Linked DNA regions of Canis lupus: region 2 is linked to region 1. A link is a contact called in public Hi-C data. All regions are on one chromosome and are shown on one strand. Each heading gives the region's core, a stretch centred on a gene start, on an enhancer-like site or on the middle of the called end of the contact. The rest is flanking DNA. Distances are from core to core; before and after follow the strand shown.

Region 1 (4,006 bases), core at 1,111-3,610:
CTGGTTTGTCGAGGTGCTGTATACTTTCTTTTCCTTGAGGTTCATAAGTGAGGCCCCTTTCACTGACCCTTGTCCTTGTACCACACTCCCATTTGTCACTAGAGATTCTTAGACTGGACACAGGACTTTGATGATCTCAAGGCAAAGAGACTGGTGATCCCCATTAGCTTAAACTTGGGGGAAAAAAAGATAGAAAAAGAATGTCAAAGTGACAACAGCAGACCATTAAACCAAGTGTGGGGAACTTCTAAACACTAAGGCCTTTGTGAATGCACAGGTCAGACACCCACGAGCCAATCCTAAAGGTAGAATAGTGCCCCCACGGCAAATTACAGACTCACAAACTAGCCTGCTTTCTGTCCGTTGTGATGCTGCTGGGCTCTTCAGCCCTTCATCTTTATTCTATGTGGTACATTCAGCATGCACACAATTAAATTACATTTAAACGGTTATTAGGCATTGACTATTTATGCTAATTACTGCAAGAAGTCTTTGCTGCTGCTAAAGTTTGATATAATCAAGTACATAAATACTTAACCTAATAAGAAAAGATGTCATAAAAAGGTACAATTATCTTTTTTTCTCTCTCTCTCTCTCTTCTCTACAAAACTCAAGGGCAGGGCAGGGACTGAAACCGGTGAGAACTCAATAAATGTTTGTTGAATATTCATGCAATGGGCAGAGATTTTAACCCAGGGAAATATGGGGAAAGGCCACAATGGAGCTGGCTAGCTAGCTAGTTTTTCAAAAGTCATAGAGCTGCAGGTACCCAGCAGCTTCAGTAACTGTAACCCTGGGAGCAGGACTCCCACCTCCTCCCAGCTGCCGCACTGCGGTGACACAGCAGCCCTAGGCATGCACAGCAGAGAAGGAGGAAAGGAAGTTGGAGCCCAGTTAACCTAAGTTTTGAGTATCAGAGTGGGAATCTATATTCAGTGTAGGGATAAGAACCACTGTAAAGGGCAGCGAGGCATGTGATTGGAATTCAGAGGGGAAGGGATCCCTGGGTGGCGCAGCGGTTTAGCGCCTGCCTTTGGCCCAGGGCGCGATCCTGGAGACCCGGGATCGAGTCCCACATCGGGCTCCCGGTGCATGGAGCCTGCTTGTGTCTCTGCCTCTCTCTCTCTCACTGTGTGCCTATCATAAATAAATAAAAAAAAAAAAAAAAAAAAAGGAATTCAGAGGGGAAGATAAGCCATGGTTTCCTGAGCAAGAAGATGGTTGTGTGCCAGCATCTCCCAGCTTCTAATTCCACCTCCCCCCACCTGAATAAACAGTGTTGCCATCAGCCAAATTAGATCTCAAACAGGAATCCTGAGAATAAGATAAACCAACAAGCAAACAGAAAGAAGAGCCGGTAACTGTGCATGTGAGTGTGCCTGTTAACGTTAACTGTCTCTTTGTGTCTTCTCAACTGCATAATAAAACCCAACGGGCAAATACAGATGTTCATCAAAATTTTGGGCCGCTTATGGGTCTAGCTGTAGTCCTGCACCGCATGTACTCCCTAAGCCAGTGGCAGAAAACAGTGCAAGACCTCCAGGTCTCTGGATAAGGCACACTTGAGCTCCCCTGTGGACACCTGCTCACACCTGCGCCCTCCTGCTCACACCTGCACCCCTCGCTCACATCTGTGGCCTCCTGCTCACGTCTGCATTCCCCTGCTCACACCTGTGCCCTCCTGCTCACACCTGCACTCCCCTGCTCACCTGGGCCCTTTTATTCACACCTGCGCTCCCCTGCTCACACCTGCGCTCCCCTGCGCACACCTGCCAGGGCCCGAACCCTCCCTCCTCCCAGGTGGGGCCTCCCTGCGGAGCCAGGTGGCGCCGTGTTTTCATCCTGGCCGCCTCGTTCCAGGAGACCTCAGGTTCGGGTTTTGTTAAGATTCTGGAGGGATCCCTGGGTGGCGCAGCGGTTTAGCGCCTGCCTTTGGCCCAGGGCGCGATCCCGGAGTCCCGGCATGGAGCCCGCTTCTCCCTCTGCCTGTGTCTCTGCCTCTCTCTCCTCTCTATGAGTATCATGAGTTAAAAAAAAAAAAAAAAGGTTCTGGCCGATACTAGCGTCGCACGGAGAAGGCGTGGCTGGACCCGACGCACGAACCCAAGCCGGGCACGGACGTCCGCAGGTCCCCAGAGCGGCGGTGCGCACCTGTGTCCGCGCAGCGGGGAACAATAAAGTTGAGCTTGTTCAAAAGGGGTCTTTTGTCATCCAGGGCCCGCTGGACGAGCCTGCAAAATAAGGCTCCCACGGAGTCCCCAGCGTTGGCAGGTGTCCTGTTTCTCGGGGCGTTCTCCTCACTCGGGACAGCGCCGGCTGGGGCGGGGCGGGCGCGGGCACGGGGGGCGGGCGGCCCGGCGATCGCCGCGGGCAGCCCGGCGAGGACCCCGGCTCCGGTGGAGCCCGCTCCCCGCCTGCGGCCGCGCGCCATGAAGCCCCGGCCCGCGAGGTTCGTGGACCGCAAGCTGAAGCAGCGAGTCGCGCAGGTAGATGCCGGGCGCCGCGCTTTCTCGGTGGCCCCCGCGGCGAGCCGAGCCGGGCCCGGGCGGTGTCCCGCGGTGCAGCCCCGAGCGCCGGGCGGCGCGCAGGGGCCTCGCGCGGTTCGGACCTGGGAGAGGCCGTGGGGCCGCCGGTTCCCGGTGTCCGCTGGTCCGCGGGGAGCCACGCGCGCTGAGTGTCTTGCAGTGGCGCAGCCTCCAAGCGGCGTAAGGAGGAGGGAGACGTTTCACTCTGCGCTTTGGAAGCTGCATCCTCTCACTCTTTTACTTTGCCGGTGCGGTGCCGCAGTTTCCTTTTCGGATGGGTCTCGTGCTACCGAAGTCTAAATAAGTGTTCCTGTGCTGTTTCTCGGTCCTCACACTCCTTTTACTTCCTAGGTGCTGTCACCCGGTCCAGAGCCTTTAAATACTATCTGTGTACGATTTATATGCTCGCCAAAAAATAATACAGATGGAAGATGCCGTATACGTGTATTTGTGAATATGTAAACGTAAATGCAATGAAAACATATTCACTTTATTTTTTTATATTTATTTGAGAGAGAGGGTGAGAGCATGGGGGTGTGGGGTTCAGAGGGAGAAGGAGATGAAGACTCCGCGGGAGCAGGGCGCCCCACAGGGCTGGATCCTGGGACCCTCAGATCATGACCTGAGCCAAAGGCGGACACTCGACCGACTGAGCCACCCAGGGGCCCCTATATATTCACTTTACATACTCCTTATTTCCAAGACTCGTGCGTGCAGTGTGGATTTTATCTTGAAAATCCAGCTGTGGGGCAGCCCTGGTGGCTCCGTGGTTTAGCGCCTGCCTTTGGCCCGGGGCGTGATCCTGGAGACCTGGGATCGAGTCCCACGTCGTCGGGCTCCCTGCAGGGAGCCTGCTTCTCCCTCTGCCCGTGTCTCTGCCTCTCTCTCACTCTCATGAATAAATAAATAAAATCCTTTAAAAAAAAATCCAACTGTGTACTCAACATTTCCTCTTGAATGTCTGATGGGCATCTCCAACAACATAGCTACACTCGATTTTTAGATATTCTCCTCCAAACTGGTCTTTTCTCAGTGTTCTCTATTTCAGTAAATGACACTACCAGTAGTGTCCAGTAGTCAGGGCCAGAAACCTTAACAACCTTCCCAACCATTACTACTCCTTTGTTTCGCTTTCTGTAACCAATGAATTGGTACTTTATTTGCCTTTCCCATCACCACGTACCCCAGGCCCAGCCACGCCTCCCACCGTCACAGCACAGTTGACTGCGGATCTCTGTGGTCATTTTACCTACGTAAGGTGTGTTCTTCACCGGGCTGCCAGGGAGGTTCTTTTAAAGGGAGCTTGGCGGGGCCCTGCTCAAAACCCCCTGCAGTGGGCTCCCATAGTATCTGGGGAAAAACCATCCTAAAGAGTCATGTACTCTGGGCCCCGTCTACTTCTTCATGCTCCTTTTGCTCCCTCTTGCTTTCTGTGTCCTCACCACACTGACCCTCCTGCAGCCCGCAGCTGGCTCTCGGTG
Region 2 (4,006 bases), core at 875-3,374, 160 kb after region 1:
ACTGTTTATAGACTGCCAATTTCATTAAGAGACCACAATTAAATTAATGCTGACATCTAGTGGCAAGAAAGAACATCTTTCTTTTATAATGCTACCTGAACTGTATCTTATGACACCAAACCAATCAATCTGAAGCCAAAGACACTTTCAAATGCCCACAAAACATTATCCACTTAATCTAAGAATTATCTATTAACCTCAAGTAAACAAAGGAATAAGAAAATAGTTCCCCATTACTAAACCCGAGGGAAAAGACTCCTCTCTGAGACATAAAATTGCAGAATCTTTTGTGGGGTGCGGTGAAAAGGAAGGTAGCACAGGGGATGGGAAGGGGCTCTTTATGAAAAATCTTTGAAGCAACAAAAGGCTAGAATAGATGACTGCTTTACAATTAAGAATGCAACTGAATATTTCACTTGAAAGAGATCTCATTTATTAATAAACTGAGGGATGTATTTTAACTCTGTCCCCTGAGAAGCTAGTTTTTTCTCCCTTAAGAAATGTTTTAAAAAAGTAAATGACTAACAAACAAAAAAACAGTTTCCCCCCCACACTTACAAAAAACAGAACTGGGAATATTTCAAGCTTTACAAAAGCCATTGTCTGACTGAGGCTCAATCCAATCAAATGTTATGCCCAGTTTCCAGACACCATGAACCTCGATCAAAGACCATCCTTTATAAACACCGGAAAGAACATTTAAGATTCTATATGGAATTCTAGGATGACATGTATGGGAATTCAGGGACAATCAATTTTGAAATATGACTTTTCCACCGAAGAATCTTCCATTCTTGCAGACTGGGGGGTCGGGGGTGGAGGGGCAGAACCGCTGGGTTCACTGGAAAAAAAAAAACCTTGGGTCATCAGTTTGTGCCAGAATTTATAAACTTTCTTTAAAAAGTATGGTTCCCTTTCAAAAGCGCAATTATCATCCCGTTAAAACTGCAAGTGTACACCCAGAGTGTGGCCCGTGAAGGGGAAAATGCTGTACGCTGTACATTCAGAAATACGTCTTTGTCCTCTTAAAAACAATCCCCGCACAGATTTAGCTCCTACACAGAATCGGTGTGCGATCTCTCCAACATGTCCACCTCCTTCGATTTCCTTCCCACTTAAAGATAAATTCCCCGACAGGAAGCAAAACACGTCCCTGAACCAAGCGGTTCGTCACCCCCTCCAGGGAAGGCGGGGGTGGGGGGAGGGGGCGAGGTCGAAGCCCACCGGCTCGTCGGTCCGTCCTGGAAGCCACTCAACTCCTGAGATTTGAAGCTGGCGGGTGGGCGTTAAGTCACTAGTTAGAACACGAACTGCGAGAGAAACCAACCCTGTCCAGGGGCGAGGTGCTCCCCGAGGGCGGAGTGCCGGGCGAGGCCGAGCCGGACGCGCTCTCGGTGGGCTCTACGTTACGGGTCACCTGGGGAGCGGGCCCCCCCCGGAGCTCACGCCCCCCGGGCCCCCGGGCCCCCCGGGCCCCCCGGGTGTGGGGAGGCCTCGCCGACCCTTCTCCATCTCCTCCGACAGGGAGACCTGGGTCCGGGGCTGCGGGGGGCCAGGCTGGGCACAGTGCGCGCTTCCTGCCGACCCACCGAACCTGGCCGGCCGGGCCGCGGGGCCGGGCGCCGGAGCACCCAAGGGGCGACCGGAGCCGCGGGCCGGCGCTGGGACGCCCGGCTCCCGGCGGGGGCGGCGAGCCCCCAGCCCCGCGGCAGGAAGGGGACGCCTCCGCCGCCCGGCGCCGGCACCCCGCGTACTGGAGCCGGCTGTGGCTCCCTCCCCTGGGGACGCGCTCCCCGCTCCGCCCCTCCCCAGACCGCGGCCGGCGGAGGGGGCGGCGGGGGTCCCGCGGGGGCCTCACCAGGCGGAGCTGGCTAATTTCGTCGTAGGACATAAAGCTGAGGATGTTCTCGATGGCTACGATGGGCAGCGCCACCAGCGTGTTGTTTTGAGGCAGCTGGTCGGGAGCCAGCGCCGGGGCTGGGGGCGCCTGGGAGCCCGGCTGCGGGGCCGGGGGCGGGGGCGGGGGGGGCAGTCGCTGGGCAGAGCCGACGGCCGAAGAGGGGCCGCCGTCGCCGTGGCCGCCGCCTCCTTCCTCAGCCATCCGCTCCTCCGACGCCGCCGCCATCTTGGGGGTTTGATTCCTTCCCCCCACTGCAAGGGGACCAGGGCCGCTTCCGGTGCGTCACTTCCGCCCCGGGCCGCGGGGGGGCGGGGCCGCCGAGGGGGCGGGGTCTGCGCGGAGCGAGGCGGCGCGAGCGGGTCTCGGGGTCCGCGGTCGGGGTGGCGGGGTGGCCGGGCCTCCTCCGTCCCGGGAACGGGGCCTTTGGAAGCCCTCCGACCCGAGGCCGGCAAGGACCGGAGGGCGAGGGAGCCCTGCCTGCCCGAGTGCAGCCCGCGGGGGCGGCTTTCTGGGCGCGCCTCCTGACGCGGGCGGGGAGTAGTGTTGCCTGGCGAGTGTGGACGCGACGTGGGCAGCGCGTGGTCGCCGGTGCAGTCGGGCGGTCCCTTCAGGCGGACGGCGGGGAGTGAGTACTCATCAGGGCCACCGGGCGGATGGACCTGGGAAACACCGTGCTGAATGCAAGAGGCCAGACCCACAGGGCAGCATTGGGGTGGGGGTGGGGGGGCGGCACGGGGCGGTGCGCGGGGCTCCGGGGGCCGGGAGTGGGGCGGGGGGAGGGGAGGGTCCTGCTGGGGGATGCAGGGGGAGAAGCGTCCTGCTTGGGGGGGGGGGGGGGGGCGGAGGGAGAGGGATGGGAGAGCGAGAGGCAGCCTGCTGTGGGGACGAGGTGGGGGGGGAGGTCCTGCTGGGGGATGCAGGGGGAGAAGCGTCCTGCTTGGGGGGGGGCAGAGTGAGAGGAGGGAGAGGCATCCTGCGTTGGCGGGGGCCGGGGTCCTGGTGAGGGATGGGAGAGCGAGAGGCAGCCTGCTGTGGGGACGAGGTGGGGGGGGAGGTCCTGCTGGGGGATGCAGGGGAGAAGCGTCCTGCTTGGGGGGGGTGGAGGGAGAGGGATGGGAGAGCGAGAGGCAGCCTGCTGTGGGGACGAGGTGGGGGGAGGTCCTGCTGGGGGATGCAGGGGGAGAAGCGTCCTGCTTGGGGGGGGGGGCGGAGGGAGAGGGATGGGAGAGCGAGAGGCAGCCTGCTGTGGGGACGAGGTGGGGGGGGAGGTCCTGCTGGGGGATGCAGGGGGAGAAGCGTCCTGCTTGGGGGGGGGGGCGGAGGGAGAGGGATGGGAGAGCGAGAGGCAGCCTGCTGTGGGGACGAGGTGGGGGGGGAGGTCCTGCTGGGGGATGCAGGGGAGAAGCGTCCTGCTTGGGGGGGGTGGAGGGAGAGGGATGGGAGAGCGAGAGGCAGCCTGCTGTGGGGACGAGGTGGGGGGAGGTCCTGCTGGGGGATGCAGGGGGAGAAGCGACCTGCTTGGGGGGGGCGGAGGGAGAGGGATGGGAGAGCGAGAGGCAGCCTGCTGTGGGGACGAGGTTGGGGGAGGTCCTGCTGGGGGATGCAGGGGGAGAAGCGACCTGCTTGGGGGGGGGCGCAGGGTGAGAGGAGGGAGAGGCATCCTGCGTTCCTGGGGGCCGGGGTCCTGGTGAGGGATGGGAGAGCAAGAGGCAGCCTGCTGTGGGGATGAGGTGAGGGGGGAGGTCCTGCTGGGGGATGTAGGGGGAGAAGCGACCTGCTTGGGGGGGGCAGGGTGGGAGGAGGGAGAGGCATCCTGCGTTGGGGGGGGCCGGGGTCCTGGTGAGGGATGGGAGAGCAAGAGGCAGCCTGCTGTGGGGATGAGGTGAGGGGGGAGGTCCTGCTGGGGGATGCAGGGGGAGAAGCGTCCTGCTTGGGGGGGGGGCAGAGGGAGAGGGATGGGAGAGCGAGAGGCAGCCTGCTGTGGGGACAAGATGGGGGGGAGGGCCTGCTGGGGGATGCAGAGGGAGAGGTGTCCTGGTTGGGGGGGGCAGGGTGGGAGGAGGGAGAGGCATCCTGCGTTGTGAGGGGTGGGGTCCTGGTGAGGGA

What was found. Hi-C and Micro-C count contacts between places; a contact is called where the count stands out from the background.
Region 2: a Hi-C map of blood shows a contact between it and region 1, with 5 times the contacts expected there. The contact joins the promoter of FBXO28 here to the promoter of NVL in region 1. A contact is called at or near these places in 4 of 9 Hi-C or Micro-C datasets (amygdala, blood and liver).

What each region holds. Positions count from the first base shown.
Region 1 is chr7:39,991,095-39,995,100 of UU_Cfam_GSD_1.0, forward strand. NVL (nuclear valosin-containing protein-like) reads left to right here and starts at 2,361. Exons shown (of 21, transcript XM_038542883.1): 1 at 2,361-2,486. The coding sequence starts at 2,430.
Region 2 is chr7:40,152,106-40,156,111 of UU_Cfam_GSD_1.0, forward strand. FBXO28 (F-box only protein 28) reads right to left here and starts at 2,125. Exons shown (of 5, transcript XM_038542887.1): 1 at 1,859-2,125. The coding sequence starts at 2,125. LOC102157245 (a long non-coding RNA gene) reads left to right here and starts at 2,234. Exons shown (of 5, transcript XR_005362327.1): 1 at 2,234-2,525.